Linked DNA regions of Mus musculus: all the other regions are linked to region 6. A link is a contact called in public promoter capture Hi-C data. All regions are on one chromosome and are shown on one strand. Each heading gives the region's core, a stretch centred on a gene start, on an enhancer-like site or on the middle of the called end of the contact. The rest is flanking DNA. Distances are from core to core; before and after follow the strand shown.

Evidence for each region. Promoter capture Hi-C pulls out the DNA fragments that hold promoters and counts their contacts. Capture Hi-C pulls out chosen DNA fragments and counts their contacts.
Region 1: a contact with region 6 is called in a promoter capture Hi-C map of adipose tissue, with 3 times the contacts expected there. The contact joins the promoter of Slc39a9 here to the promoter of Rdh12 in region 6. A contact is called at or near these places in 8 of 39 promoter capture datasets (the 3T3-L1 cell line, 3T3-L1-derived adipocytes, cranial neural crest and 3 more), 1 of 115 datasets of contacts at active chromatin or transcription factors (embryonic limb bud) and 2 of 9 other capture datasets (adipose tissue and liver).
Region 2: a contact with region 6 is called in a promoter capture Hi-C map of second pharyngeal arch cranial neural crest. The contact joins the promoter of Exd2 here to the promoter of Rdh12 in region 6. A contact is called at or near these places in 10 of 39 promoter capture datasets (the C10 cell line, the HPC-7 cell line, cranial neural crest and 6 more) and 2 of 9 other capture datasets (liver and macrophages).
Region 3: a promoter capture Hi-C map of pre-B cells shows a contact between it and region 6, with 4 times the contacts expected there. The contact joins the enhancer-like site here to the promoter of Rdh12 in region 6. A contact is called at or near these places in 10 of 39 promoter capture datasets (the 3T3-L1 cell line, the C10 cell line, the HPC-7 cell line and 5 more) and 1 of 115 datasets of contacts at active chromatin or transcription factors (large pre-B cells).
Region 4: a contact with region 6 is called in a promoter capture Hi-C map of liver, with 4 times the contacts expected there. The contact joins the promoter of Ccdc177 here to the promoter of Rdh12 in region 6. A contact is called at or near these places in 5 of 39 promoter capture datasets (the C10 cell line, frontonasal cranial neural crest, hippocampal neurons and 1 more) and 1 of 9 other capture datasets (liver).
Region 5: a promoter capture Hi-C map of liver shows a contact between it and region 6, with 5 times the contacts expected there. The contact joins the enhancer-like site here to the promoter of Rdh12 in region 6. A contact is called at or near these places in 8 of 39 promoter capture datasets (the 3T3-L1 cell line, cranial neural crest, frontonasal cranial neural crest and 4 more).
Region 7: a contact with region 6 is called in a promoter capture Hi-C map of liver, with 3 times the contacts expected there. The contact joins the enhancer-like site here to the promoter of Rdh12 in region 6. A contact is called at or near these places in 4 of 39 promoter capture datasets (cranial neural crest, hippocampal neurons, liver and 1 more), 1 of 115 datasets of contacts at active chromatin or transcription factors (large pre-B cells) and 2 of 9 other capture datasets (macrophages and pancreatic islet).

What each region holds. Positions count from the first base shown.
Region 1 is chr12:80,642,555-80,645,854 of GRCm38.p6, forward strand. It overlaps Slc39a9 (solute carrier family 39 (zinc transporter), member 9), which reads left to right and starts at 1,661. Exons shown (of 7, transcript NM_026244.2): 1 at 1,661-2,422. The coding sequence starts at 2,327. Erh (ERH mRNA splicing and mitosis factor) reads right to left here and starts at 1,557. Exons shown (of 4, transcript NM_007951.4): 1 at 1,210-1,557. The coding sequence starts at 1,212.
Region 2 is chr12:80,461,375-80,464,472 of GRCm38.p6, forward strand. Exd2 (exonuclease 3'-5' domain containing 2) reads left to right here and starts at 1,721. Exons shown (of 9, transcript NM_133798.3): 1 at 1,721-1,906.
Region 3 is chr12:80,378,291-80,381,220 of GRCm38.p6, forward strand. All of the region lies in intron 5 of Dcaf5 (DDB1 and CUL4 associated factor 5), which reads right to left. Among named protein-coding and RNA genes, the nearest start is that of Mir1843a, 12 kb to the right of the region's middle. Within about 2 kb of position 1,636, at least 137 of the 459 cell types and tissues checked have an H3K27ac peak or open chromatin away from gene starts, as enhancers often do.
Region 4 is chr12:80,759,367-80,762,335 of GRCm38.p6, forward strand. Ccdc177 (coiled-coil domain containing 177) reads right to left here and starts at 1,349. Exons shown (of 2, transcript NM_001008423.2): 1 at 1,031-1,349; 2 at 1-160. The coding sequence starts at 132.
Region 5 is chr12:80,614,690-80,617,748 of GRCm38.p6, forward strand. No RefSeq gene overlaps it. Among named protein-coding and RNA genes, the nearest start is that of Gm23817, 6.7 kb to the right of the region's middle. Within about 2 kb of position 1,397, at least 28 of the 459 cell types and tissues checked have an H3K27ac peak or open chromatin away from gene starts, as enhancers often do.
Region 6 is chr12:79,207,299-79,210,498 of GRCm38.p6, forward strand. It overlaps Rdh12 (retinol dehydrogenase 12), which reads left to right and starts at 1,615. Exons shown (of 7, transcript NM_030017.4): 1 at 1,615-1,810. The coding sequence starts at 1,743.
Region 7 is chr12:80,359,562-80,362,862 of GRCm38.p6, forward strand. All of the region lies in intron 7 of Dcaf5 (DDB1 and CUL4 associated factor 5), which reads right to left. Among named protein-coding and RNA genes, the nearest start is that of Mir1843a, 30 kb to the right of the region's middle. Within about 2 kb of position 1,335, at least 37 of the 459 cell types and tissues checked have an H3K27ac peak or open chromatin away from gene starts, as enhancers often do.

The DNA.
Region 1 (3,300 bases), core at 411-2,910, 1.4 Mb after region 6:
TCATCCTAGACAAGCTATTCATTCTTTGCCACATTTTTAAAAATTTTAGGCAAATTAAGGAATAACTTGAAATAATATTTGAAAACTATAAACACACCTGCTCCAAATATTTCCCTTTTGTTTACTTAAAAATAAGAGGGCATAAGTACTGGAGACATGGCTCAGTGGTTAAGCCCACGAGCTGCTCTTCCAAGGGACTGGTTTTCAATTCCCTGCACTCGCACGGTCGCTTACCATCACAGGTAATTCCAATCCTGGGGATCGGACGCCCTCTTCTGTCTGTCGCAGGCACTGCATGCAAGTGGCACACAAGACATGCAGGCAAATCACCACACACCGAAAAGGAAGATCCCCAAAAGCAAAACAACAACCAGAGTGTTGATGGCTCAGTGGTTAAGAGCACGTGCTACTCTTACAGAAGGCATGAGTTTGGTTCCTAGCACCCACATCCTCCGCTCACAACCGCCTGTTCTAACTCCAGACCCAGGGGATCTCATTCCCTCTTCTGGCCTCTGAGGGCTCCTGTACTCACGTGCAAGCACAGACACACAACTTAACAAATAAAACAAAAACCTTCCCTGCCGGATTTTGGGACCAGGACCCTGGAGTCTCTTTTCAGGCTCCACTCCCAGGAGAATATAAGAAAGAACAAGATCGAAGGCTGACAAAATTGGCAAAACAGGGCAACTAAGGATACTGAAAAAGGAAAAATACTTTCTTTTTTGAAGTTCGGGGGTTAGGGGGCAGGCTGAGGCAGCACACTGTAAAGCCAATCCGACCCCCTAAGGCCGACCTACGGAGAACCGTAAGGTGACGGGTGTGTCAGTTTCAGGAAACGTCTAACACGTTCCCCGGCCATTGTTCCTACAGTCGGCTAGTGCATCTGATGAGAAATGAACGGCACCCCACACCTCCCTCTTCCAGGCAGCGATCGGCAGGGAGGGCATCGTCTGCCCACCGCATACCTCGCCCCCCACCATCAGGCGGGAGGCGCGCAGCCGCAGGGAGGAGGATCAGGTCCGGGGCCTACGGGCAGGCCCCGCGGCTCAGCGCCGGGAAGGGGAAGGGTCCACCCGCGAGCCGGGGGGAAGGGGGCGGGGAGCAGCTCCCTCGCTCGCGCTAGAAGGGCAGGGGCGGGAAGGATGGGAAGATGTACCGAGCAGGGGTGGCCCTCTAAGTTGGGGACCCCGGCAACCGCTAAGGACTCACCATCGCGCCAAACGCTCTTGCTGCAGCCGCCGCTAACACCTCTGCTGCCGCACACGAGCTCAGCCGCAACGCCGCCAACAGCCAATCCCGCGAGAGCCGCCGCCGGAAGTCGTCGAAAGCGCGACGCAAAAGGAATCTTTCAGACCATAGAGAGACACACGTTTCTGGTTTCTAGAGTGGATACTGACGCTGTTTCAGCCATCTTGGTTAAGGGCGCCGGGATGGGTAAGAGACTCTTTCTCCGCTTTAGGAAGAAGAGTTCGTTTCGGGATTCTGCCTTCTGTACTCTAATTAACTGACAGGCGGCTAAAGTGATGGGGAATACAACAGCGACACCAGTCGTCTTTTTTTTAAGCCTTTCTAAAAAAATGGCGGCAATATAAGGACCTGGCCGATAGGTCGGTTGTAACCCGGAAGTGCCCTGCTAAAGAGGAGGCTGTGAGACAATCCGGAAGTGGGAGTAATGAAGAGGTGCCACTTGGCGGCCATGGCAGCTGTAGTATTGGCGACTCAGGGTCAGGGCCTGGCTGAGGGAAGTACCATGGGTAGCACCGGGTGTAGGGCAGAGACAGCATCGTGTCGACTTTGCTGTTGAATCCTCCGACCCAAGTGAGAGACTTGCAGGACATCTTGCCCGACTCTAGACTCGGAAGGTAGTTTGCTGGGACTGGTGGGCTGGTCCCTTCCCTGGGGGCGTATCACCTGCGGTGCCACCCCTAGGAACAGGTACAGCGTGCGAAGAAGACACTTGGCTTTACCCCTCTTTCCTACTGCTACCAGGGGCCTTGTCTAGGAGCGGGTCGTCGTGACACTCTCATTCCGACGATTGAGGTCTCTTTCAGCACAATTTCTCCATCTGTGACCGACCGGAATCTCAGTGGCTGGCAACCGAGTACCTAAGATTGCGCGAAGTTTTCTCTGGTGCTAGAGTCAGCAGAAGGAGCTTGCTTCTTAAGAGAGTGGCGTGCTTCGAGAACACCCCGGCTGGTGGCAAGGCTGAAAGAAGTGGGCAAATTCCCGTTTGCTTGGAAGACCACGCGTTTAAACAGCCTAAGCGCCTTTCGAAACTGCTGGAATCTTAAAGCCTGGTGGTAGAGGGTGACTACGGGAGGGCAGAATGGATGACTTTCTCTCCATTAGTCTGCTGTCTGTGGCAATGTTGGTGGGATGTTACGTGGCCGGAATCATTCCTTTGGCTGTTAATTTCTCAGAGGTAAGACGTTCTCCATTGTCTGCCAAGCGTTAGGATGATGCTAGACCTAGCTATATTTGCAAAGAAGCTGTTTCTCAGCTCTAAGGTCTCATTAAGGAAAAGATGTAACATTTCACAGTAGAAACAAAGCTTGTGTTCAACCGTATACATCTTAACCAAGAATGGTAGATAGATGATACACTGGAGAACCTGGAGTGTTCAGAATCCTCTGAAAATTATATACCCCCACGACCACCAAAAGTTGGGGCTCTGCATTTTTCAAGAGACAGGAACCACAGTTACATTTCTGATGATTCCTGGAGGTTTCAAGAAATCAAGATATCAGATAAAACCAAATGGAGACTTACTATTTCACTGAGGTGAAATCAGTATAACAATTTCTGAGAAAAATCATGAATGTTTTTGGAGAAAAGCTTAGGATGTCAGCACTACAATCAGTGTGAGAGAAAAAAGCTACAGTAGGTTGTTATTATCATTTCCTTTCAAAGAAGCCAAGGGCTGGAATGGATATTCTGAGATTATTTTCAAATCTCTTTGTTTAGAGATAAACTTTTTGCACGCCTTTAATCCCAGCTCTGGGGAGGCAGAGGCGATAGATCTCTTGAGTTTGAGGCCAAACCTAGTCTGCAATGCAGGATGCACTTTGGGTTATTTGTTAGGTTGTCATCCACTAAGCAGAGGTTATGGGGGGGGGAGAGAAAAGATATTCTCGTCTGTTCTTTAGATCATCAGAGTGTCCTAGGTACACAGTGCTCAAAGGTTTAAGGAGAAAAAAACTACTGCATGCAAGAGAATTCCATAGTTTCATCCCCAAGATCAGTAGTAGAGTAAACCCTTGCCTCAGTTGTTCTATTCCTGAAAGGACTAACTTCCCCAGA
Region 2 (3,098 bases), core at 471-2,970, 1.3 Mb after region 6:
ATTCCCTCCTTTCTTCCCTCCCTCCTTCTCTTTTTTTCTTTAAAACCAAGTCTCTAATGTCAGCCAAGCTAGTCCCAAACTCACTACTTGTATGGCCAATGGCCTTGAACTTCTGATCTTCAGGCTTCCCCCTCCCAAGTTCTGGGGTTATAGGCATGTGCCATTTACTTTATATAAAGTGTTGGGATTATAGGCATGTACCACTTACTTTGTATAAAGTCTTAGAGTTTCTTGTCTCCTTGTCATCTTCACCTCAATCCCTTAGTGATTTCCTCCAAAACAAAGAGAATTCATATTTAACCTGTGGGTTGTTCAGTGACTTATCCCTTTGTGTGATGTGTGAGAATAGCACCATGTCTGAGAGGATTTTATAGAGTTCTAAAATTATTATGGGCATTTCCCTCAAATTTCTGTATCTTCAAAAGATGTCCTCTCACTTCTCACATTGTATGTGTGTGTGCTCAAGTGCTACTGTGGATGTTTCCAACCAGCCTCTAAGCTTCTTGAGTGGACAGAAAAAGATGAAAATTTATAAACAAAACAAAACTCCTTCCTTTTTGAGATAGCGTTTCGTGTAACCCAGGCTTACCTCAAATTTATCATTGTAGCCTGAGGTCTAGATCCCCACCACTGCATAAACGGGGTGTGGTGGCCCAAGCCTGCCTGTAATCCTAACACTTGGGAGATGGAAGCTGGAAGATCAGGAATCTAAGGTCACCTTTGCTCACATTTTGAGAGTTGAGAGCCAGATTGTGCTACACAACACCCTGCTTTAACCCCCTTAAAAAAAAAATCAATCCTGAATGAATGGTTTCATATATAGACAATATTGTGGTTGTTATGAGGATATAGGGACCAGGAGAGATGACAACAGTAAAGAGCACTGGTTGCTCTTCTGGAGGACCCAGGTTCAATTAACAGCCCCCACACAATAGCTCAACACTTTCTATAATTTTTTTTCCTTTTCTTTTCTTTCTTTCTTTTTTTTTTTTTTGGTTTTTTGAGACAGGGTTTCTCTGTGTAGCTCTGGCTGTTCTGGAACTCACTCTGTAGACCAGGCTGGCCTCGAACTCAGAAATCCACGCCGGCTCTATAAATCTTTTCCAGGGGCTCAACGCCCTCTTCTGGCATCTTCAGACATGTACGAGAGGGGAGAGGGAGAGAGGGAGAGGGAGGGAGAGAGAGGGAGATGGGGAGAGGGGAGAGAGAGAGAGAGAGAGAGAGAGAGAGAGAGAGAGAGAGAGAGAGGGAGAGAGAGAGAGAGAGAGAGAGAGAGAGAGAGAGAGAGAGAGAGAGAGAGAGAGAGAGAGAGAGAGAGAGATTAATGGCTATAATATATAACGCGAATGAAGAGCACATTCTGTAAACAGTTTCCTTATTTTCCCGCTCGAATATAAGAAAATTAATGGGGGTGGGTGGGTATGGGGGACTTTTGGTATAGCATTGGAAATGTAAATGAGCTAAATACCTAATAAAAAAATGGAAAAAAAATAAGAAAATTAATGTAGTGGAGAAACGCTACCCTGGGTAAAAGAGAAAAAATGTCCTGTGTTGCATTTGTGAGCGAAAGTTCAATAGGCTTCTTCCTTCAAAGCCAAAACCAAAAGACGAAGCGGCATCTCAGAAAACACCACTTTTCTGAAGACATTAAGTCTTCGCAATTATAACCCTCCTTCCCCATCCTTTAACCGAGAACCTGGGGAGGAAATGCTGCCCTAGCGGCTTCCGTACAAAATGGCGCGGCCCATAGGCACACACCACGGGGGTTGTATCCTCCTGGCCAGCCACTGGGCCGGAAGTGGCTACGGCTTTTATGCATCCGGGTGGGTGCGCCCAGACCGCCGCGGGGGTTCCAGCTTGTCAGCGTGGGGTGCCGCAGGTGTTCGGTCGAGGCTGGAGGCCGCAGGTAAGGGAAGCTCGGGTTGGCAAAGTCCTCTCTGGGGTTGTGTGGCAGGCAGAGGGGTTTCCAGCGCGGCTCGAGAGGGTGGTGATGCTGAAGGGACCACTTTGCGCGTGGGCGACTGTTGGGCTGCAGAGGTGCCCAGGCGTTGTTGGCACTGCCCCTCTCCCCGCCCTGAGGCGCGGCCTCTTGGCCCCTCACTCTCGGTGTGGGCGGTTGAGCCCTCAGGTTCGGGGAGGACTCGTCCCGCCATTGGTCCCCAAGCCTTCCCGGGCCGCCCCTTTCCATCCGCCCGTCTCCTCGTCAGGAGCATCCACCAACCCTTCAAGGCTTTCTGACCTCGTCAGTTAAAAAGCAGCCCCCGCCGGGGTTCCTCCGGGCTTCGGGGGACCCGCCCCACCCGGGACCTGCGGGGCCACATCGCTCGCCGCCCGTCGATTTGCTGGGCACCACCTCTGGCTTTGGCTTTTCACCTTTGGCTTTGGCTTTTTTTTTTTGGCGGGGCAGATCAAACTAGAACTTTAAATCTTATTTATTAAAAATGGACAGCTGTTCACCAAAATTCAGACAACTCAAGTATTTATAAGCTTTGGTACACGATTGGACGCAAATTCCCTTATGTAACCATTCCTTAGAAACACAGAACTGTTTTGTTTTTAGTAACTTTTTTTTCTTTTTTTCTTTTTTTTTTTTTCTTTTTTAAAGAACTGGAGTAGTGGGGAGGGGGAGGGTCTCTCGCTATGTAGCCCTTTCTGGCCTGGAACTCAGGGATCTGTTGGCCTCTGCCAAGTGCTGGGATTAAGTCAAGATTTATTTTTGTTTATGTGTGTGCGTTATTTGGAGCCGGAGTTGCAGCCGCCTGTGAGCTGCCTGGTGGGAGGGAGTGTGCTAGGAGCTGAATTTGCGTCCTCTGGAAAAGTAGCTGGTGCTGTTGAATTATTTTGTTGAAAATACATCTTTTTCTCTTCACATAATATATTCCGACTGTGGTATCCACTTCCTCCACCCCTTCCAGTTCCTCCCCACCTCCCTTCCCATCCGAATCCACTCCCTTTCTGTCTCAATTAGAAAACAAACAGGCTTCTAAGGGGTTATAATAAAATCGAACAAAATAAAATATAAGCTAAATAAAACCATCAAATCAAAATTGGACAAGACAAACAGCAAAGACACCAAGAGAAGACATACGAGTCAGAGA
Region 3 (2,930 bases), core at 386-2,885, 1.2 Mb after region 6:
GTCAGGCTTGGAAGCAATGCCCTTACCTACTGAGCCATCTCACCAGCGCTTGCTTCCAGCTTTTCAGTTCCCAAGTGTATATTCAGCTTTGAAATATCTTAAATTTATTCATGTACTCTCATTTATCTAGCGTCCCTGGAAGCCAGTCTCCCACTAGCAGTCTTCAGATGAAGATGTAGAACTCTCAGCTCCTCCTGCACCATGCCTGCCTGGATGCTGCCATGCACCTGCATTGATGATAGTGGACTGAACCTCTGAACCTGTAAGCCAGCCCCAATTAAATACTGTCCTTATAAGAGTGGCTTTGGTCATGGTGTCTGTTCATGGCAGTAAAAGCCTAACTAAGACATACAGTATATTCTGGTTCACTTATTATGCTATAGTGTAGTGTGTGTTTTATGTGTATATGTGAATGTCTATGTATATGTCTGTGCACCATGCATAAGTCTGGTGGCCAGAAGAGGGCACTGGATCTCTTGGAACTGGGGTTAATGACAGCCACCAGAGAGATGCTGGGAATCTCAAGCCCAAGTTTGCAACAGCTCTTAACCTCTGAGCCATCTCTCCAGCCCTTCCAAGTGCTCATAACTGAGCCGTCTCCCCAGTCCCTCAACAGAATTCTTGATTACCTGGGCCTTATCTCACAGAGGGGTGGTTACCCATGCCACAACCATGTTCTCTTTTATATCTCTGATTCACTGAAGTCAGGCTATGTGAGTATCATTTGTATAGCTTTACTAAGCGGTTATATGTTCTTATTGCATTATTTTTTCTGTAGTTTCATAATGTTTATAACATTTTTAAAGTCATGAAGTGTGATGTTTGCATATGCTCTACCCAGGGAATGGCAGTATTAGAATGTGTAGCCCTGTTGGAGTAGGTGTGGCTTTGTTGGGAGTCATGTGTCACTGTGGGTTTAAGATCCTCATCCTAGCTGCCTGGAAGCCAGTCTCCCACTAGCAGTCTTCAGATGAAGATGTAGAACTCTCAGCTCCTCCTGCACCATGCCTGCCTGGATGCTGCCATGCACCCGCATTGATGATAGTGGACTGAACCTCTGAACCTGTAAGCCAGCCCCAATTAAATACTGTCCTTATAAGAGTGGCCTTGGTCATGGTGTCTGTTCATGGCAGTAAAAGCCTAACTAAGACATACAGTATGCTTCTAAATGACTTCTTTTGCTGATGAGGTCCTGACTTGCCTGAAGATGACCTACAGGAAGAATGGCCCTGAAAACGTTCATGCAGGAGCAGCTGCCAACCTGGCATGGTCATAAACACAACCTGCCAACACCAGCCGCAGCCATGCCTACTTTACCCTCCCAAAGCAATCTTCTCACCAAGGGAGGAATGCTGTGGTACTGCGGCTGTGTGCAGAAACAAGGTTTGGATAAAACATCGTGCCATCCTCCTGGGTGGAATGGATGGAAGACAGCAAAGACAAAAACCATCCCCAGAACTCCAAGTACCAAGGAGGAGTCTAGAATCCCAAGTCCCCAAATGATAAACCCAGCAAAGAAATAAATGATCTTATAATGTCTTGAATACAAGCCACACTCACTCACTCATACACAGAGAATGAAAGGACTGGGCAGCTGGAGCCCAGGCATTTCCTTTATAGGGAGCCCTGGCCACCACAGGCATGCGGTGCTATCTAAACACTGAGTTCAAAAACAATGAAAGGCTTTCAATCTACAGTCAGCATGGAGCTTGCAACTCAGCCAGAATCTGTGGAACTGAGGGTGGGTGAGGGGTGGAACAAGACTCAACAGAAACAAACTTGGCCAGCACAGCCAGCCCAGCAGAGCCCAGCAGAGCCCAGCAGAGCCCAGCACAGCCCAGCACAGCCCAGAACAGCACAGCCCAGCCCAGAACAGCCCAGAACAGCACAGCCCAGCACAAGAGCACAGCCAAGCACAGCACAGCACAGCACAGCACAGCACAGCACAGAACAAGAGCACAGCCAGCACAGCGCAGCGCAGCACAGCACAGCCCAGCACAGCACACACAGCACAGCACAGCACAAGAGCACAGCCAGCGCAGCGCAGCACAGCACAGCACAGCCCAGCACAGCACAAGAGCACAGCACACACAGCACAGCACAGCACAAGAGCACAGCACAGCACAACGCAGCGCAGCGCAGCACAGCGCAGCGCAGCACAGCACAGCACAAGAGCACAGCGCAGCACAGCACAGCACAGCACAAGAGCACAGAGCAGCACAGCGCAGCGCAGCGCAGCGCAGCCCAGCCCAGCCCAGCCCAGCCCAGCACAGCACAAGAGCACAGCGCAGCACAGCACAAGAGCACAGCGCAGCACAGCACAAGAGCACAGCGCAGCACAGCACAAGAGCACAGCACAGCACAGCACAAGAGCACAGCGCAGCACAGTACAGCACAGCACAGCACAGCACAGCACAGCACAGCACAGCACAGCACAGCAGCAGGGTTGACATCAGCTCAAGTCCCTGACAGGAAGCAGGGGCCTCTGCTAAACTCCCTTCTCATCAGTTAATAGTTATCCTCTCTGTCCATTCCAGTCAGGCCTGAAGAGGAGCCTGCCCATCACTGGCCCACGGGTCTATTCTATCCCCACCCAAGATCCTTGACCTGGCATTTATAATTTGGTTAGAGTGCAGGAGTGTGGCTCCAGTAACTTTTCTTCTTCCTGCATTTCTGGGTAAGAAGATTAATCTTTCAACCAAGGAGAGTGCACAAGAACCTGATGTAGTTAGGAGTACATCGTAGAGAACAAAATGTGATTCCTTCCAGAAGAATGGATGGATACATCTCAGCAGGAGTTTATGCAGCTGGCCATTTATAGTGAGAATAAGGAATGATCTATTTTGCCAAGAGAAAAGGCTTTCTTCCCACCGCCTCCCCAAGCCCCCTGAGACAAGGTTTCTCTGTGTAGCCTTGGCTGTTTGGCTGTC
Region 4 (2,969 bases), core at 99-2,598, 1.6 Mb after region 6:
GGCGGAGGCCGAGGAGGCAGCCGGCTGCTGGGCTCCCTGGGCATCGGGGGGCTCGGACGCTGTGGCCTCATCCCCTTCAGAGCCACCGGGCTCCGCTCCCTCTTTCTCCTCTTCTGGCACCGGGTCCACCATAGCTGAACCTCGTTCTTTGTTGGAGTCCCTGAGATGACAGAGGGGCGGGGGGACATAGAGGATCTGTGAGCTGTTCCTCCCTCCTCAGCCATATTTACCCCTCCCAACTTAATCCGATTTCAGATTAGGCTCAGGGGCCTGATGGAACGTAAATCCTAAAACTGATGCCCCAAAAACTCAGGCTGGGCAGTTGCGGTGGGGGGACGCTGGGCCTTAGACAGCAGCCTCAGTCTCCCTCAGACCTAGAATGCAGGGCCTTTCAGGAGACCACATTGGCGTGAGGCCCACTAGCTGCATCCCCTTCCTGCAAAGATTGAAGTGCAAGGAAGGCTGCAGCCAGCGAGGGAGGCGCTGGAGGATTCCCCGGAGGATTAGCTATTTGTTTGTAGCTTAGGCGGGCTGCTGGGATGCAGCTTTGCAAGAACACAAAAGGGGAAGGGGCCTGTGCATGCCAAAGTGCATTGCTGCGAGGGCCCCAGTTGCCTAGGAAGAAGTTTATGGTTGATTTCTCTCTACCAAAAGGACCCGGAGCGCAGGGCCCCCGGGAGATGGAAGGGCTGAAAAGAGTCTCCAAAGGCTTCTCCGAGTGGAGTGATGGATTCTTTCTCCAGCCTCTCCAGCGGGGCTTGCTGGGAGCTCTCTGCCTTCCTCTTCCTCCAGCCCCCACCCGGTGTTTGCTCAAGATGCACAAGGCACCTGAATCCTCCCAGATGCACCCGATCTCCAAGGCCGAATGTGTAGTTAAAGGTACCATCAACCCCAGTATGGTGGACTCAGACATCAGCCGCTGATGCTCACCAGTTTCCGCACCGCATCTCAGGGGAGTGGGCTCTTAGAGCGCCGTAAACCCTGCCGCTCCATTCTGGGAGCTGCTAGGTCTCCGAGCGGGTTCACTTACCCCAGGTCCGGGCTCCGGCCCCCTTGCCGAGGGCTTTTGTTCGCCTCTCGCTGCTCTCCCCGGCGCCTCTTCAGTCCCTGCGCCGGCGGGGTCGGGTTACTGCCGGCTGCAGCAGCCAGCGTCTCTCCATGGGAGACTACGAACTGGGAGCACACATCCCAGACGCTACCTACCCGGGGGAGGGGGAGTGCGACAAAGTCTCCCTAAAATAACGTAGCTCTGCTCCCTTGCTCACAACTGATTCTTAAAAAAGGAAGCTGGGTTCTTCCCTCGCCTCTGCATCCATCTCCACCTCTACCGCCAAGGTACCGCAGGTCTCTCGCTGCTCCTGGCGCCTCCTGGTGGCCACTTAAGGGTATTCATTTCTTTGCTTAGAGGACGACAAAGCAATTAAAAATACAGTAACTACACATGTATGCATATAAATGAATGCATGCATACATACGTAATACAGAGAGATGTGGACATAGCAGTTATCACCAGAAATCTAGTCTTTGGGCACCTTAGGCGGGTACAATGAAGGAATCAGTATATTTCTCAAAGGGATCTTAAGCAGACCAACAAGTCAGCAAGTAATTGGGTAGAAAGAGGGCACCTGGTCCAAATAGTGATTTTTATTTATTTAAGGAAAGCTAAGATGGGAGAACGAATGAGAACAAAGAATGATGCCACATTATGAAATTGCCATTACCTTGTTTGCTCACCTAAATAACTAAAAACAGTCGACAAAAACACACGGGTTCAGGCGGCAGAACACAAGTGACCAGCGGATGCTGCTTCCGAGTCGCTAGTTTCATACGATGAGACTGATCCTGATCGATGCCATGTAATGAGTGCTTTTTGATGACACCTCATCCTACCCTTCCATCGTGAGTGGTAGTGGCCAAAGACATCCCAGATTAGAATCCTCCAAGGAATGGGGGGGGGGGGGAGGTGTAGCATTAGAGAGTGTGGTGAACTATGATGCTAAAGAATCCGAAGGGCTGGTTGGTGGTGATGCCCGCCTTTGATCCCAGCACTCAGGAGGCAGAGGCAGGTGGAGCTCTGTGAGTTCAAGACCAGCCTGAGCTACAGAGTTCCAGGACAGCCAGGGCTACACAGAGAAACTAAACAAGCAAACAAAGGAAACCATGAGGGGAAAGTAAAGTTTTTGTTTTGTTTTGTTTTGTTTTGTTTTGTTTTGTTTTGGAAAGGGAAGGTTTTGAACAAGGAAATAATGCCGCAGATAGACTTTTTAGGAACATAACTCTAGCAACAACAGGGCAAGGCCCAAGAGACTAAGGAAGCAGTTGGGGAGGCACTGCAGGTACCCAGCACAGGGAATGTTGGAACCAGAAAGGGAGCGGTGGTAGGAAAGGAGGAAGGTGGGGGTTTGTAAATACAGTGGAAGGAACCACACTCAAAGCTTGGCTCTAGTGTGTGAAGTGAGGGATCAAGGATGGCTGCCTGGAGCAGTGGGATGCTGAGACAGACAGACAGACAGACAGACAGACAGACAGACACGGAAAGCGTGGATCCAGGAGGGAAGATTAGCTGGTATGGAATGCCAGTTATGGGCAGTTGCCCCTCTCCGTCATTAGAGTAGGACCATCCAACAGGTGGCTGGTTAAGTCATACTAGAGGTCTGGACTGGAACTAGATCGAGGATGTCACCATCTATGTAAGGTCCCTGTGATGGCTAGTTTTCTGTCCACTTGACACATGCTAGAGTCATTTAAGAAGAGGTGACCTCAACTGAGAAAATGCACCCCCAGACTACTCTGAAGGCAAGACTTGCATTTTCTTAATTAGCGATTGATGAGGGGGTGCCTGCCCATTGTGGGTGGTTTCACCTCTGGTGATTCTGGAGTGTGTAAGAAAGCAGGCTGAGTAAGCGTTCAGGAGCAAGCCAGTAAGCAGCAGCCTCTCGTCTTCTTACCTTGAGTTCCTGCCCTGACTT
Region 5 (3,059 bases), core at 147-2,646, 1.4 Mb after region 6:
CCAGGGCACCTCTTTCCAGGTGAGTTATTCATGTAAGGCTTGGCAGGATAAGTGCCAGGGTAGAATGCATCGCATCCCATCCCTATTGGATCTCTACAGTGCTCAGTTCACACCCCTCCTGTCCCAACCTCATCCTGGGCTACTCTCTCTCTTCCATTGCTCTGCTGATCTTTCCGACTCCAGGTGGCACCCTCCTTAACTACAGTTAGGACCCTCACACAGCAGATACCACTCCACCTGCTGGCTTTTTTTCCTCTTTCAAATCTCAGTGACCTGATGTGACCTCAGAGGAACCCCTGAGTGCTCAAGTTCCAGCTGTTGATCTGGGTCTATGCTTGCTCACATGGGCCCTCTGCGTAAGGGCCGTCTTGCAACATGGCAGCTTGGAGCCCCAGAGTAAACAATATAAGAGAGAGAACACTTAGGTGGAAGCCATTGCTTTCCTAATACTCCTAATACTAGAGGAAGGCTCCATGACTTCTGATGTCCTTTATTTATTAGGAGAACTTTATTAGCAGATCCACCCTTATTAGGGTTTACACAGGGTGTGCCACCATTTAATGAGGATCCTTAAGGAGGTCGTATTAGGGAATGCCCATCACACAGATGTGCCCACTGGAAAATGACAGTCAGTGAAGAGTCTTTTAGTTCTCAGTGTCAGAGAGCAGGCTCATACCAGAAAGGACTCTCCACCGACCCTCAAAGTGAGAGAAGTTTATAAAGCCCTAAACCACAACTATATCACAGCAGGTCTCCAAAGTTTCAGATCATTTCATTAAACAAGTTGTCTTAGGTTGTAAAACAATAGACTTCCGGGAGTGGGGTGTGGCTGCATGAGGATGCTCTGTTCAGCAGGATGGGCTCTGAGGGACTGGGTAGGGTAAGGACACAAAACAGCTAAAACTAGGACAAAATGAAGCCACCTTTCATAGGCCATGTGACCCGAAGTGAGCCAATCAGAACATTTCCTTAGGAGGTTTTTGTTTGTTTGTTTGTTTGTTTGTTTTTACCTGACTAGTCTTTAAAACAAACTTCCCTCTGTTGAGCTCAGATTGCAAAAACCCCAAAGAGACCACCAGGAACCACAACTCCAATGCAAGCACGTGAGTCTTTATTCAAGCTCGAGAAAGCTTGGGCCACAAACTATCCGGATGCAACAGCATAGGAGAGCCACCCTGAGGTCTAGGGAAGTCTAGGGAAAGGGGTTTTTAAAGGAAAACAATGCAAACAGGGGTGGAGTTGGGGATTGCTCAGCCTTGACATTAAATGATTGGGTACAAAGTTTACGGGGAAGTTGACTTTTAAAATGATTGATTTGTTTTAGGTACCAAGGCCACAAACAGTTCTGGCCTGGCCATTTGGGTGGGAGGGTTGCTAGGAAACAGTATCTCCTGAGTGTAGAAAAGAATGCAGCAGGACTGGTGACTCCTAGCAGCTGCAGCTGGCCAGATGGGTTTCACCCTGGGGAATGGTTCTTTGTTTAAACTTATGTTTCTGGGCCTCCACTTAGGTCTCTTACCTCTCACTCCTCCCTTTTTTTGTGTGTTCTGGTTGTCCCAGAACTTGGTGTGTAGACCAGACAGCCCTTGAACTCAGAGACTCACCTGCCTCTGCCTTTCAAGAGTTGGAGTTAAAGGCATGCACAGACATGCTGGCTTGAATGAATCTTTAAAAGTGATAATGTTGCTTTGTCTCTTACTGGTAGCCCAGGTTGGCACCAAGCTCAGAGCCTTCCATTTTCTACCTCTCCATTGCCATCACAGGTGTCAACCAACCATGGCCAGTTGGGAGAATTGGGCTGGAGAGATGGTTCAGTTTGTAAAGTGCTTGCTGTGCAAACATCAAGACCTCAGTTCAGATCCCACCACTCACTAAAAAGCCAGGAGTGGTGATGTGCAGAATTCTGGGGGAGGGATGTGGAGCTGCGATGATCTCTGTAGTTTGGTGGCCAGCCTACCTGAATTGCTGAGCTCCAGGTACAATGAGAGACCCTGTCTCAAAAATAGCGTAGGCTCACCATGTAAAGACGACTGCTGCCAAGCTTGATGACCTGAGTTCAATCCTCAGGCCCTTCGTGATAGGAGAACAGACTCCTCCAAATTACAAGTGCCCTCCCATCATATATAATAAATAAGGACATTTTGAATAAATAAACAGAGCTGGGAGCAGTGGCACAATCCTTTAATCCTAGCACTCAGGAGGCAGAGACAGGCAGATTTCTGTGAGTTGAAGGCCATCCTGGTTTATATAGTGAGTTCCAGGACATCCCAAGCTATATAGTAGACACTGTCTCAAAAATAAGTAAGTAAATAAATAAATAAACAAACAAATAAAATTTAAAAATAGAGAGTGCTTGAGAAAGGCATCCAGTGTCTACCTCTGGCTTCCAGGCATACATGTTCACATGTGCATCTTGTACATGCACACATGAACATTCACATAGGTACACACACACAAATGGTACAATCAGATGACCCTATGGACAGTCATGTTCCTCATCAAGAGGAAGAAGCTGATCTGTGGGAAGAGTGAACTGCCGCTTCAGGGAAATGGGAACCTTTTTGTGAAAAGGCTAGAGTCCCTGGTTCCACTGGGCCCTCAGCCCCACCCACGCTCAGGCACAAGTTTGGCTACATTAGTCAAAGGAGCCCCTTTCCTTGTTTGGGGTTTGGTCATTTGTGACAAGAGGATGGTGACTGACTAGAGGACACAGGGATACCTTGAAGGGTGGCCAGCTGGGAAATGAGTTGTTGGGGACTATGAAGGTCTGAGCCAAGGCACTGGCACAGTCATTAGGGGCTAAACAGGAGGATGTGTAAGAACCAAGGGCGGGGGACTGGGGACCAAAGGAGAAAGTGAGAAATGAAGCCTCCTACCCTGCTCTCAGGTGTGAACAGCTGCTGACTGCCACCTCGAGGAAGCAGGGAGAGCTGCTTTGGGTGGGCTCTTCAGGGATGATGGCTATGGGCTCAGACTGCTTTCAAGGTGGGGGGTGATGTCAGCTGGTCTACAGGAGAAACATCCCAGTCTTCAGCCTCCCTTGCTCTATCCTTGGGACC
Region 6 (3,200 bases), core at 365-2,864:
CTCATCTGGATGCCAGGATATGTCATTGGAAGATGAAAAGAGGGGGAAGCGGAGGAGTGGAAGAAGAGGAAGAGGCATTTACAGTTTTCACACTTGCTCTTATTCTGTAGGCTCTGTTCTTACAGAATGTTCTAGACCATGGTGACATCGGCCACAGCTGTGTGACTCCACTTGACAAACCACCACCAAAGGTCAAATCAGAGAGTAGCCCCTCATCTCTGTTTTACAAAGCTGCTGTCCCACTGCTGTGTCCTCCCCTGAGTCCACCTGACCTGAGAATCATCTGAGGTGAGTGGCCCGAGTGGCCATGTGGAGACTTGCAACTGATAATCACTCCCATTGGATAATCAAGTAAACTGAGGCAGCAGAAAGACTCAATAACTTGCCCAGGACCTTGAAGCTTGAAGGATGCTGAGCTGGGATTTGAGTCAGGAATTTGAGTCTAGCTCGAGAATACTTAAACACTCTACTCTTGCTTGACATGTCGTTGGGTGTGTCAACTTCACTGAAGTGTAATGTAAAGAACACACACAAAATGCCCAAATCAAAAGCGCCCAACTCAGTGATTGTTCACAGTAAGCACACCTGTGTACTAGCACGAAGATCAAAGACCAGCACATTGCCAGCCCCACAGGACCTTCAGCCACTCCCTATTTCTTCCATTTATTTATTTTTAACTTTTACTTATTTAATTGGTTATATATACATGAGAGTGCAGGAATGCACAGGCTTCAGCATGTGTGGAGGTCACAGTGTCACTTGGAGAGTTGGCTGTGGGACCTGGGAACCAAACTCAGGTCACTGTGCCTGTTTGCTATTGCTGATACCTGCTGAGCCACTTTCCCTGCCCTGTTAATTTACTTTGGGGTTTGTAGGGACATGCATATGGAGATTAGAGAACAAGTTTTCAAAAGTCAGGTCACTCCTTTTACTTTGTCTTCGAAGCAAGGTTTGTGCGTACCTACCTCTTGATCCTGCAGTTCCACTTCCTCGAGGCTACCTGGCCTTTGAGCTCCAGTTTCCATTTTGAAGTAGGACTACTGTGGTTACAGACGGCAGCCACTCTTCTGGCCTGAGCTGCCACATCTGACTTCTACATGGATCCTGGGGATTGGACACATACCAACAAGCTCACATGGAAAGTGCTTTGACCTACTTAGCCATCCTTCTTACTATCTCTCTTCCATTTTTAATCACACATATTTCAAGCATCATTAGGACTTGGAGGATTTTTTTTTTGTTTGTTCGCATGCTTGCTTTTTTCTTTGTTTTGTTTTTTTTGGTTTGGTTTTGTTTTGACACAGTTTATTATGTTGTTTAGGCCAGTCTTGAACTACAGACTCAAGTGATCATCTGCTTCAGCCTGCCAAATACGTTGATTATAAGACGTTGTCACTATGCCTGGCTTTTTTGAAGCCTGCTGATAATGTGTAACATATTCTATCTTGAAAATAGCGTGTTGAGGAGGAACTCCAGTATTGCCAAATTCTCACTGCCAATATAAGGTGAAGCCCTAATCTTTCCTTAAGCCCCACCCCTCTAGGACTACAACTCCCAGGAGGCTGTGCTCTGGCGGCTCTCGGATTTAAGTAAGATTCTGGGCATTGCTTAAGCCAGCCAGTTGCTGAGTGTCCCAGAGTGAGAGGAACCAAGAACCAACAGAAGCTGCCAGGAATTGGAGCCAGAGAAGGATCCTCGGGCTAGGTTGAGGGTGGGAAGCAGCAACTAAGAAAGTTGACAAGATGCTGTTTATCTTGGTACTGCTTACGTCCTTCCTCTCCATCTTGTATCTGACAGCTCCATCCATCAGGTTTGTTTTAATCCAGCAACTCAAAGATACTTTACGAAGATGGTTTTGACTTCTAAAAGAAGAAGGAGGGAAGGTGGCGGAGGCGAGATTAGTACATTAAAAACAGGAAAGGAGGGGTTCTGGATGCCTCTGCAGAAAACGAGAAGGAAGCACCTGGGTGGGAGGAGGTGGGGCTGATTTGAATTCGGATGCCGAGGAAGGAGGAAGGCGGAGTAGATGAGTCCTGTGGCACTTTCCTCTGATTCCTTTAGGTTTCTCTGACACTTTCCTTTTCTTTTCTGTCCCTAGATGAGGTGAGTGTCATGGGGACTTCATCGTTAAGGGACTCCTTGTCAAGTCTTAGGCACTCTGGAAAGGAAGCAAACTCTCTTCCCTTGATACTTCTCTCAAGAAGTGTTTTGGAAATGATTCACTGGGGATTTGTGGAGGTGCCAAGAAATGGCTATTCTATGTGGGGGCTTTAAATTTTGTTGATGATTAGAAAGGTTAGGAGCCAGGTGTGGTTGTACGTGCCTTTAATCCGAGCACTCAGGAAGCAGAAGCAGAAAGAACTCTGAATTAGAGGACAGACTGATCTACAGAGCGAGTTCCAGGGCAGCCAGGGCTATACAGAGAGACCCTGTCTTGAACCTTTGCCCCCTGACCTGACCCCACCCCCACCCCAAAGGAAGGTTAGATAGGCATACTGAGGACAGAGTGTCAAAGTGTCATACTTGGTCCCGGCCACCCTTAGAAATGACTTAAACATCTTTGGGCTTCAGAGGTTTTTTTTGTTTGCTTGTGTGTGTTTGTTTTTGTAATATAGAAGTAATACTGAAATGGCAGGGGAAATTAATATAAATGGCATATGGAAAGATAATATGTATGGAAAATGTGGAAAGATAGTGAGTGCAGAAACTATTTAGCATGGAGGTAGACTGGGTGCAGAAAGTGTTTAAACCTAGACAGAAAATGTATAGAAAATCAAGCCTGGGATAGACCTCATGAGTGTAGAAAAGTGTCTAGCCTAGTCTAAATATTGGGTGTAGAAAGTCTAGCCTAGGCTAGACAGTGCATGTAGAAAATATCAAGAAAAGACAGTGTATAGAAAGTGTCTAGCTCAGTGTCTGCCATCCAGTGATGTTCAGGAAGTATTCTAGACTCTCTGGTCTTGTTTTCAACAAGAAAGCTTTCTCTGTGTGCCAATGGCCTAAATAAAATCCATAATAAAGTGCCAGAAAGTCACTCAGGATGCTCTCTCTCTAAACAAAAAAGACAACTGAGAGGGAAGTAGTTAATGTGTCAACCCAGATGCTATCTGCTAGTTCCTATAGTAACTATTGGAGCCATAGGGCTCAGGACCATTGAGTCCTCTAATGTGTATCACCCATGTGATTCCAATGTGGGTCAG
Region 7 (3,301 bases), core at 85-2,584, 1.2 Mb after region 6:
ACTGTTGCTATCTTCAGACACACCAGAAGAGGGCATCGGATCCCCATTACAGATGGTTGTAAGCCACCATGTGGTTGCTGGGAATTGAACTCAGGACCTCTGGAAGAGCTGAGCCATCTCTCCAGCCCATGTGGGCTTACTCTTATGTGTGTGAGTGTGTGTGTGTATAAATGGGTGTGAGCTTACTCAATGTGTGTATGTGTGTGAATGGGTATGGGCTCACTCTTCTCACAACACTCTGGGTAGAGGGGTCAGAAGACAAATCTGTCTCCTATTATCCTATGTGATCTGGGGATTAAAATCAGGCCTTAGGCCATTGTCAGCTGAGCCACTTTGCTGGCAGTTATAGTAGTATTTTAACTGTCCATCAAATAGCTTCTGTGTAAAAGACTTAAGATAAATAGCAAGTTCTAGGCCAGCCAGTACTAGCAGGCTAGAAAGCAGACAGTAATATCCTGTCTAAAACTAAACCAATAAACTGAGCAGTGGTGGCACATGCCTTTAATCCCAGATCTCTGAATTTGAGGCTAGTCTGGTCTACACATCCAGTTCCAAGACAGCTAGGGCTACACAGAGAAACTCTTGTTTTAAAAAACAAAACAAAACCCAACCCTCCTCCAAAACATAACAAAAGAAATTAAACAACTAAATGAACAAATAATAAGCTGTAAGCTGTCATAGGGTGAAGTAGAGAAGGCTGTCTTGTCTTAAGTTCTAAATAATTATTTGATTTAAAAATTACACAATTAAAATTACTTTAATAAAAATAATTTAATTATAAGAATAGTAGAAGTAGAGAAAAAGGAGGCAGCTGGCCAGAAGAGGGAAGCTCACACATGAGAGAGAACGTGGGGGGTCTCAGAGTACTGGTGGCAAGGCTAGACTCCCGAGAGAGGCAGGCTTACTAAAAATAACTGCGAAACGTACTTTCGTTACATGCAGACCAAGATGATGATGAAAGGAAATGACTTTCTGTGACATGATGTAATGCTGGAAGACATACAGAGAGAGCAAAGCCCTCAACTACCAGCTCCTGAGACCAACAAGAGGGAAACCATATGACCCTGCCCTTGCAAACAGAGAAACCCAGTGTAGAAATGATGGCTTCTGGCCAGCTCAAGTATAACTGTAGTAGATGTGGGGTCTGTGGCCTCTAACAGCTTACCTGACACTTGACGTACTTCCTCATTATTTATTTTTAAGATAGGGTCTCATAATTTAATTCTGTTTGATCTGGAATTCACAGGGATCCACCTGCCTTTGCCTCCCAGTACTGGAAATTAAAGTTGTGCCCCTGGCCCAGGGTGTGCTTTCTGTTTCACCACCATAGCACACTTCCTTGGCCCAGTCTGACTACATCTTTGGAATCCCCTAGTTGGATTAACTGACAGGACAGACTCAGAGAGAAAGAAATGATAGCCAACCTCAGTTCTTCGAGGAACTATAAAAGAATCCATCTCTGAAGAATAGCTCAAAGGGGATGTGAGAGCTATCTTATAAGAGGAAAATTATCAGGGGTGTATTGCATAGAGGAAATGGGGACCAAGGAAGAAGACCATCTCTTCAAGTCAGAGAGAGAAGCACAATCTATGGGTGGCTCTTTGACCTTTTAGCTTTCAGAGATATGAGGGACTACATTTACGGGTTTTCTGTTTATTTATTTATTTTGGAATAGGGTCTCTTTACATAGCCCTGGCTGTCTTGAACTTGCTATGTAGACCAGGCTGGCATTGAACATTGCCCACCCCCACGCCCCAATGCTGGGATTAAAAGCATGCGCCACAATCTATCTTTTAATTCAGTTTGTGTTATTCTGGTATTGTAGCCATGGCAGACTAAGAGGCTCAAGCCTAAGGCAGTACACAAGGGACTTAGGGGGATACCCCAAAACCAAAACAAACAACAACCAAAACCCAACCAACCAAAACAAAACAAAACAAAAAAAACCAACAAATCTAATTAAAAAAATCCTCCCATTCTGTTGCTAGTCCCCATTTTTCTTTATACCAATGTGAAAATATGGCAGAGAAGCATTCCTGAAAGGGAAAGGGAAATCTACTTTCTACTGTTTCTAAACATTATAGTGGCTTAACAATCAAAAACACTGCAAGTCAGGTAAAATATACAATTAAACATGAAGGTGTGATCTGTGGAGGTAGGAAGCCTGAGCCAGAATAAACTTCAACAGAGTCTGTTCTGCTTGCCACATCTGGCTGACTGTTGCCACATCTGGCTGACTGTTGCCACATCTGGCTGACTGTTGCCACATCTGGCTGACTGTTGCCACATCTGGCTGTGCTTGAGGAGGAGCTGCTTCTCCACACTTCCAAATTCCACAAGGGAAGTGCTTATAACTTATTTAGCAACTAGACCACAGCACCTGAACACACCACACCCACACCTCGTTTAGAGTTTGGTAGTGATGTTATTCACTCAACAACACACAAAGCCAAAAATGCCTCAGCTCAGAGCACTAGACATGTGTGTCACACAAGGCAAAGTCCTCTGCTATGTTTCTGATGGCCATGTTCCAGTTTGATGCCATCCATGTATCACCCACTGCAGACAGCTAAATTGAGCTGCCCTCAAATAAATTTTTGTGGCAGTAGGTAACATTAAATAGGTGAGGATAGCAGTAGGCAACATTAAATAGGTGAGGATGCCATTATTTTAAAAATGAGATTTGAGGGGCTGGAGAGATTGCCCAACAGTTAAGAGTACTGTTGCTCTTGCAGAGGACCCAAATTTGATCCCAGCACCTACAAGACTCACAGCCATCTGTAACTCCAGTTCCTGGACCTCTGGTGCCCTCTTCTGATTTCCATGACCATTAAACACACATGTGGTGCACAGACCAGATAAATATGAAGGCAAAACACAATTCAATATGATGAATAAACCTTTTCAAAATTAGGTTGAAAACTTAAATGTTCCAAATGTATGGAAAACTATAGGCCTTAGTCAGAATATAGCTGGAGCAGATACAGAAATGGCTATTTGATGTCTGGGGTTATCAAACATCAAGAAACACACCTGCCCATCCTCAGAGAAGCCCTCCTTTAGTTTACATCACCATGGAGTCCAACAGAAGGCAAGGCCCTAACCAACCATGCATAAAACAACAAGCAGGATATGTGATGCACGAGGAAAAAGCACAAGAAAAAGCATTTCACAGCAAAATAAAAAAACAAAACAAAAAAACTTCAGAGCTGGAGAGATAGCTCTGCAGTTAAGAGCACTTCCTGTTCTTATAGAGGACTGGAATTTGGTTCCCAGCTCTACGCGATCCAAGGTCTCCGGC